Linked DNA regions of Mus musculus: all the other regions are linked to region 2. The links are chromatin contacts, called in public HiChIP or PLAC-seq and promoter capture Hi-C maps. All regions are on one chromosome and are shown on one strand. Each heading gives the region's core, a stretch centred on a gene start, on an enhancer-like site or on the middle of the called end of the contact. The rest is flanking DNA. Distances are from core to core; before and after follow the strand shown.

Region 1 (2,792 bases), core at 177-2,676, 280 kb before region 2:
GTGAGCTGCCTGACCTGGGTACTGAGAAGCTAACCCTGAAAGAGCAGTATAAACCGGCCTTGGTGACAAAGGCCTTTGCTTTAATCCCAGTACTCAGGGGGCAGAAGGAAGTTGGATTTCAGTGAGAGGCCAGCCTGATCTACAAAATTCCCACATCACTCAGCTGTCTGGCTGGTTGCTTCAGACACAATCTTGGGGCTTAGCCAAGGCTGGACTTGCACTCAGTGAAATCCTTCTGTCTTGGCCTCCTGAGTCCTGGGCTACCACACACAGATCTGGGTACATTTTTTTTCAATACATAAATAAGGCAATGTCAAACAGCCCCAATTCACTACGGCTAAAATCAACTTTTGAACTTTTTCTCTCACTGTTTGGCGGCAAACCAAAAAAGCCTGGTGCAGTCATCTTGCCTCGGTTTTCTGAGTCCTGGGGATTGTACACCTGAGAGCGGCTTCACTTGTTTTTCATAGCCATCCAGTCATGACACTGATAGAACTGACTGACTTCCACTGATGCTTGTCACAGTTAATAAGCTTACGTGGTCAGGCTTGGTACAAACCTGAAATCAGTGGCGAAGGCAGAAAGATCGAGAGTTCAACCCGTTATCCCATACTCACTTGTTTTCGGCCAAGACGCCAATCGGTAAAGGTGATCCCCCAACTACAACTGTTAACTCCCTCAGCTGACTTATCCTACTCCGGTTCTCCTAAGCTGCGTGCTCTTTCTTCACCTGGACGCACCCACACTCTGCCCATGCTTTCGCAAACCTCTAAGCTCGGTGCCTAGCGCAGCAATTATGACACAGGCTGGTTCTTGTCTGTTCATACATTTTTTTTGTCTGTAACCCTCCAAGTTGTCATCACCAAGGCAGGTTCGCATGCCGAACCTGACCGGGAACTGGGTTAACACTGCATCCGAAATCACTGGTAGGGGCCGGGCATTTTCTCGGGGTAGATGCAGTGGGTAGGGACAAGATGCTCGGGGTCGGAGAGAAAGCGCCCCGCCTGTTACAGCAGCAGCGGCCTAGCGCGCGGCTCGTACCTCGGTAGCTGTGGATGCGGCGGCCGGTGCCCGGTGGTAAGATCGGGTAGGGCTGAGGCTCGCCGTCGAAGTTGAGCCACAAAGGCAGCACGACGCGCGGGCTGCGGTTGCAGAAGATGACCTGAGAGGGCTCGCGCGAGTTCACCGAGCGCAGCACCGGCCGCGGCCGCCCAGCCTCCATCTCCTCAGGACCGGGCTCCCCCGCCGCCTCCTCTGGACTGGCTGCCTTCCGGGGCATTATTGGAACGGGTCCCTCGGATTCGCAAGCTGGACGTGGGCGGCGCGTGCGTGCGTGCGGATCTACGCGCTCCGGGACAGGTCTGCCGGTCCCAGACGCGCTCCGGGCAACTTGAAGGCGGAAATGGCCGCCGGGAGCCCTCAAACTGGGGGGCGGGGCGGCACGGAGCCAGGGGCCGCGGCGGTGGGCGGGGCCGCAGCAGTGGGCGGGGCGGCGGGGCGGCGGGGCGGGGCCGCGGCGGAGCCCCGGGTTATAAATTCCACCTCCTACAGTTGGGTTTCTGTTTGTTTCCTTTCCTTTTCTTTTTCCTTCTTTTTTTTTTTTCCCCCAAGATAGAGTTTCTTCGTGTAATCCTGGCTGTCCTGGAACTCACACCCTAGATCAGTCTGGCCTCGAACTCTCGGAGATCTGCCTGCCTCTGCTTCCAGAGTACTGGGATTAAAGCCGTTATCTCCATGCCAGAAAGACTTGCTTTGAGGTAGGGTCTCACTATGTAGGCCTAGAACTCATTATGTATATCCGGCTTGTCCTGAACTCAAAGATCTCCCTGCCTCAGACTCCAGAGAACAGGGACCAAGGGCAGTTGGATTTTTTTTTTTTTTTTTTTTTGGGTAGCATTGTTTCCCCCTGGCTGGTCTGGAATTCCGTGTACAGACCAAACCAGCTTCAAACTTAAGAGTGATCTCCTGCCTCTGACTCCAGAGTGCTGGAATTACAGGCATGAGCCTCATATATATATATATATTTTTTTTTTTTTGAGTGTACTTAAATTTAATTTCTTCTCTTAAGATCTCCACGGGCTTGCCATATTTCCCCTTCTGCCTTTGCTTTTTGGTTTTTCAAGACAGGGTTTCTCTGGGTAGCTCCAGCTCTCTTGGAACTCACTCTGTAGACCAGTCTGACCTCCAATCTCCTGCCTCTGCCTCCCAAGTGTTGATATAAAAGCTGAGTACCACCGCTGCCGGGCCCACCTATGCTATTATTTAAAGTTTTTCTCATTGATGAGTTTGAGTCTGTCTCTATTTTTAACTACACATTTCAAAATGTCTTCCAGAGTACAAAAGTAAAACTTTCCCTCCTTTTCCATCTGCATTCCCAGAAAACAGTATTACCAGTTTTTGTTTCCTTTCAAACTTTTTTATGTTTGTGAATAGAATTTTAAAATATTTTGTCTTTTTCTTTTTAGACGCAGACTTATTGCATAGTTCCCATTGCCTTGCAGCTGAATATATATAGCCCAGGCTGGCCTCAAATTAGTGGCACTCCTGTGTCTGCCTCCCAAGTACTGGCATTCTAGATATGTGCTACCATGACTGGTTCAAAGAATTAGCATACAACTACTATCAGATAACATTCAGTGCCATTTTTCCATAGACATTTCTGGCAGAAGTTTCATCAGATGAGCTTTTTTTAAATGTACGGGCCGGGCAGTGGTGGCGCACGCCTTTAATCCCAGCACTTGGGAGGCAGAGGCAGGAGGATTTCTGAGTTCGAGGCCAGCCTGGTCTACAAA
Region 2 (2,700 bases), core at 158-2,657:
AGGATGTCAAATGTCTTGATCTATCACTCCCCACCTTACTCCCTTGTACAGCACCCCTCTCTGAACCTGGGGCTAGGCTGGTGGCATGCTCCCCCTCAGTTCTGGGGTTACAGAGGCACACAGCCCCCTCCAGCTTCTTACACAGGCTCTGAGTATTTGAACTCAGGTCTTGTCCTTGAGCCGCTCGCCCACTGAACCATCCCCGAATCCTCCTGTTTTGTCTTTTCTTCCTCCTCCCCTTGAAGGAGAACCTCACCACCGGCTTGCTTAGAACATTTCACAATGCACCTATCTCTGCTTCTGAAGTGCTAAGATTGTGTCAGACACCACACCAGCTTGTTTTGAACTAGTGTTCTAAGTACTTGCACACCCACTACACAGAACTCTCAAGAAAACTTAGAGTCAGTCGTTAATAAGTCCATGTCTCAGGGAAGAAACTGAGGCTCAGAAAGGGAGAGCAGAAAGGGAGGTGGTTGACTTCAAAACCTTTCTAGCATCTTAGCTTAGTCTTCTGAGGCCTGACCACTCCAGGACAGAGGAGGGCCAAACTGGGAGAAACAGAGGTTGAACTCAGGAGGGAGAGCTGCCCTAGACAGGCCAGGTTGCGTCCTTTGCCTGGCTCCAGGGCAGACCTACCTCTAATTCCTGCCAGTTGATTCCCCTTCTAGTCTGAGCTCAATTTAGTCCCAAAGAGCCTTGCATAAACCAAGTCGGGTCAGGTCCCTTGGCCCCAAGCCTAGAGCCCCAGGAAGGGATATGCTCCACCCTCCCCACCCTGGCTCCCAGCCACGGTCACATGGCACTTTGGTCCTCTTTGGCTTGCTTCCTTAAGGATCCAGATTTAACTGCATCTCCCCCTTCCACTTCTCTTCCCTAGTCTCTTTGAGCAGTACCTGAAAGTGTGTGGGATAGAAGCCTTAGCTCTGTTTTGCTGGTGTAGGTCCTCAGTTTATCTGCCTATTAAATGGGACCTTACAGCTTTTCATCAGCCCCTTACTAGTCTTCTGAGTCTTGCATAGGTCCAGCTCCTTTTAAATGGAAGGTGAGGAGAGGAGGAGAAGGAGACTAAGAACTCTAAGGCAGGTCCCAGAACTGTTTTGAAAACAATGCCAGGTTCAAGCTGGCCAGCCTCTGGCATCTCATAAATATTGGTTCAAAAATCATCTGCTTCTAACTAAGTGCTGATTTCAAGACCATCTGTGGCTCTCACTTGTCTCCTGCTGACGACCAAAGGGCACATAAGCATGCTATAGGGCCTGTAACAGAACAACTGGGCCCACTTCTCCAGTCCGAGAGTGCTCGTCCCTAGTCCCCAGGTCCTCTGCCGCAGGCTCCTCCTCCATTGACATCAGAGCCGCAGGCGGGCCGAGGGAGCCGAGCCCCAGCCGAGCGCCAGCGACTGAGCAGGCAAACTGACCAGGCACAGACGCGGCGGGAGCTCCGCACCAGCCACCTCGGCCCTCGCAGCCAGCCCCGAGGCGGGGCAGCCGCAGGTACAACTGAGGGTTGCCCCGGCTCTGTGCAGCGGGGCGCTCCAGCCACAAGATACTGAAGCCCAAGGGTGGGAGGGGCGCCTGGCCCCTGGACAGACAGACGGAACAGGGCTGGGCCTTTCTCTCCCACCTCCCGTCCCAGGCCCTTTAGGTGCTAGGTGACCTCCATGGATATTGCCTGGATATCAGAAAAGGGTGGGGAAGGGTCTGTGTGTGTGTGGTGTATGTCCAAGCGCTAGGCCTGACCATGGAAGGGCGTGGGCATTTGGAAGAGTAGATCGGGGAGGGCATGTGAGGGGTTCCCTGAAGCAGGAATGTGCTTCAGTTGTGTAAAGGTATCTGGGAATTCATTTTTGTTGTTGCATATGGTGTTCAAGGATACACACACACTGCTGTCTGGCTTGCGGGGTAGAGTTCAGGGGAGGTTTGGTCTTCCTCTGAGGGGGTTTAGTTAGGCAGATTGTTAAGGCTTGGTTTGCTGTGTAGGGCTCTGGGCTGAGGAGTTGGAGGGCATAGACAGGACTAAGTTGCTATGTCTGGTATGTGGGAACGGATGCCACCTTGTTCGTGTGTGCATGGAATCAGTACTGCAGTGTAGGGTCTGGGTGTTTTGGATGGACAGGTAGGTGTGAGTGGTGTATATGAACGTGTGTTGATGCTGGGCATATGTGCACAACCAGGTGACGTGGTGTGCAGTGTGATGGATCTAGCAGGAAGGTGTCTGGACTCAAGATTCATGTACTGCTGATGTGGAGTGGTGTCTGCTGCAGGGTGTGGAACTGTGAGGGTCATTAGTGCTGGCATCCATGTGGGTTTGACTTTACATGGATTTACCATTGCCTCTTTCATCAGAAAACCTGGGATGCTGGCCAATGCTCTGGGAACAAGGTCCCACTCAAGGAGTGGACTCTCAGTTCTGGTCAGGGTGCCTTCTCTTCATTCTTCCCAAAGGAACCAGGAGGTTGCTTTCCCAGAGCTCTAGGGCATGAGGGGCTCTGTTCTGGCTTCAAACTCAGTTGATTCTGAGATGTTGACTTTTCTGAATGATTCCCCCAGTCTAGTAGTCTCCTACTGGACCAACACATGACACCCTTTGTCCTTAGCAAGCTTAGCTGGGACTCTCTTGGGCAACTCTGGACTCATTCTATCCATCTCCAACCTCAGTTTCCGAGATTTCTCACATGATACATGGGGAGAGAACCCACCC
Region 3 (2,700 bases), core at 189-2,688, 260 kb before region 2:
ACGCCTGCTGATGTTTGCTTTGCTCTACCAGGCTGGACTCAAAACTCTCTATGAAGCAGATGACTTGGGAGTTCCTCCTGGTCCTCCTGCCTCTGCATCCTGAGTGCTGCTATTAAAGGCATGGTGTGTGGGTGCTAGGCCAATACTCTACAGACTAGGCATCCCCTGCCCCTTAATGATGCATTTCCAATTTCCTTTTTGTTCTCTTTTCTCAAAAAACAAAAACAAAACAAAACAAAAAACCCCCAACCAACCAAAAAACAAAACAAAACACAAAAAAAGGAGGAAAAAAAAGGAGAGAGAGAAAGAAAACTCTAAGAAGTGGGGGATGCCGGGGTCTTGTGCTTACCACTCAGGAGCCCAATCCCTGAACTACACCCCGTAATTGAAGCTACTGTTCGGTTACCTTCTATCATACTACTTAGGACTCATCGGGTCTTTAGCTAGAAAATATACGATTCACTTTAATTTTTTTCAAAATACAGCACTTTCTCCCCAAGATGCTGAAAGTTGCTAATTAGTAGAACCAAAGCACTCTAGTGAAAAAGATCACTGGATGCCATCTGCACGTCTTGTATTGTGTAAGAAGGTCCCTGAAAGAACCCTTCCGGAGACCATAAGAAGTCTGTAACAGGTTTTCAGTCCAGAAGGCTAGGAACGCACGCAGAAAGAAATCAAGACTGTCACTAGCCGGCCACACCTAGGAATAGTTTTTTGGAAAAGTGGACTCTGCTGAAACCATCTGCCCTGTAAAATCCGAGGAGCCAGACAGAAGCATCCAGAGCACCTACCATGAAGCAGATACAGGGCTAGAAAAGCCATTCCCAAGGCCCGAGCGGGCCCCATCCCTTACAACCCTCAGCACTAGCACCAAATCGAGCCGGGGATGAATGAACCTGCCGGGAGTGGTTAAACGGGAGCAATAGAAGGCATGACATCAAAGGGGTTCGGACTTCTTCCTGAAGGAGATGGACAACGAGCAGGAGTCTCTCAACAGTAAGCGCGACCGTGACCGTGACACGGCTGCGCACTGCCTGCCAAGTGAAGACTGGCACGGAAGCGCGGCGCAAACCGGGGCGGATGATGGATGGGCCTAAGAGGCTGGACAGTGGGCGTGCTGACGAGCGCAAGTGGGGCATGGCAACGGGCAGGGTAGACCCTCGGAAACGGCCCAGTGAGGCTCGGGGTGAGGGCACTGGGGCCGGCGGGCAGCCAAAGAGGAAGCGAGTAGCCAGGGCGGCGCGCCTCTCCTCCCCGCCGCCGGCCGCCTCCCAGGCCTCCCTCCTCCCAGCCTCCCCTGCTCGCCCGCTGACCGAAAGAGTTGAGAAAGTCTGAGATTTTCTTGATGCTGCTGGTGATGATCTCAATGTACTCCCGGTTCGCCCAGTCCTGGTGAATCTCCCGCTGCACCGGATCCTCTTGTCCCGCCATGGCGGCCGCCTGAGGAAGAGTGACTGCGCAGGCGCCGCGACCTCTACAGGCCTCCAGCGCGCCTGCGCCGCCAGCCAGTACCCGAGTGTTCGAGCCCCAGAAAGGGCTGGCAGAGCGACGCGCGTGCGCACTCTAATCCCTGCGCTCTAGCTTGGCTCCCACGCTGGGGTAAACAAGATTCCTCCACTCGCGATGTGAAGACTAAGAGCTACCCTGTCCCCGGTTACAAGCACCCGCTGACCACTAGCGGATCTTGTCGTTAGGGGGCGCCCACACATTCCCACCTCCGCCTAAGGGTTGCTCCAAGCTCTCTTGCACCTTGTTAGCTGTGATGGGCACAGTCCACGAATCCCGTTTATTCAGAATGCTTGTCATGCTTGGGTCACAACTCTGTTCATTCTCGTTTTCTTTTAAAATTTGTTGTTGTTGTTGTTTTTCGAGACAGGGTCTCTCTGTGTAGTCTTGGCTGTCCTTGTACTCCCTCTGTAGACCAGGCTGGCCTCGAACTCACAGAGATCAGCCTGCCTTTCCCTCCGGAGTGCTGAGATTAAAAATGTGGCCACCACCGCCAGGTTAAAATTATTTTATTCGTATTATATGTGAGCGCTTACGTGGCACAACACGCGGGCGGAAGTTACAGGACAACTTGCAGGAGTGGGTTCCTCACCTTCCATCTTGTGGGACTGAACACTCAGATCATCAGCTTCAGTGTCTTTATTGTTCGAGGTGTCCCACCAACTCTGAATCTCCATATTTACCAAATGAGCAAAATACTTTTCTTTCTTTCTTTCTCTTCTCTCTCTTTCTCTCTCTTTCTCTCTCTTTCTCTCTCTTTCTCTCTCTTTCTCTCTCTTTCTCTCTCTTTCTCTCTCTTTCTCTCTCTTTCTCTCTCTTTCTCTCTTTCTCTCTCTTTCTCTCTCTTTCTCTCTCTCTTTCTCTCTCTTTCTCTCTCTTTCTCTCTTTCTCTCTCTTTCTCTCTCTTTCTCTCTCTTTCTCTCTCTTTCTCTCTCTTTCTCTCTCTTTCTCTCTCTTTCTCTCTCTTTCTCTCTCTTTCTCTCTCTTTCTCTCTCTTTCTCTCTCTTTCTCTCTCTTTCTCTCTCTTTCTCTCTCTTTCTCTCTCTTTCTCTCTCTTTCTCTCTCTCTCTCTCTCTTTCTCTCTCTCTTTCTCTCTCTCTTTCTTTCTCTCTTTCTTTCTTTCTTTCTTTCTTTCTTTCTTTCTTTCTTTCTTTCTTTCTTTCTTTCTTTCTTTCTTTCTTTCTTTCTTTCTTT

What was found. HiChIP or PLAC-seq counts read pairs in DNA pulled down with a chosen protein or histone mark. Capture Hi-C pulls out chosen DNA fragments and counts their contacts.
Region 1: a contact with region 2 is called in a promoter capture Hi-C map of pancreatic islet. The contact joins the promoter of Vhl here to the promoter of Camk1 in region 2. A contact is called at or near these places in 4 of 39 promoter capture datasets (3T3-L1-derived adipocytes, hippocampal neurons and liver), 1 of 484 Hi-C or Micro-C datasets (palatal mesenchyme), 2 of 115 datasets of contacts at active chromatin or transcription factors (embryonic stem cells and memory CD8 T cells) and 3 of 9 other capture datasets (adipose tissue, liver and pancreatic islet).
Region 3: a contact with region 2 is called in a FOXA1 HiChIP or PLAC-seq map of pancreatic cancer cells. The contact joins the promoter of Brk1 here to the promoter of Camk1 in region 2. A contact is called at or near these places in 4 of 39 promoter capture datasets (the 3T3-L1 cell line, hippocampal neurons and liver), 1 of 484 Hi-C or Micro-C datasets (palatal mesenchyme), 2 of 115 datasets of contacts at active chromatin or transcription factors (microglia and pancreatic cancer cells) and 3 of 9 other capture datasets (adipose tissue, liver and pancreatic islet).

The regions. Positions count from the first base shown.
Region 1 is chr6:113,622,628-113,625,419 of GRCm38.p6, reverse strand. Vhl (von Hippel-Lindau tumor suppressor) reads right to left here and starts at 1,426. Exons shown (of 3, transcript NM_009507.4): 1 at 1,042-1,426. The coding sequence starts at 1,279.
Region 2 is chr6:113,342,629-113,345,328 of GRCm38.p6, reverse strand. It overlaps Camk1 (calcium/calmodulin-dependent protein kinase I), which reads left to right and starts at 1,407. Exons shown (of 12, transcript NM_133926.2): 1 at 1,407-1,493.
Region 3 is chr6:113,603,510-113,606,209 of GRCm38.p6, reverse strand. It overlaps Brk1 (BRICK1, SCAR/WAVE actin-nucleating complex subunit), which reads right to left and starts at 1,438. Exons shown (of 3, transcript NM_133937.1): 1 at 1,314-1,438. The coding sequence starts at 1,431.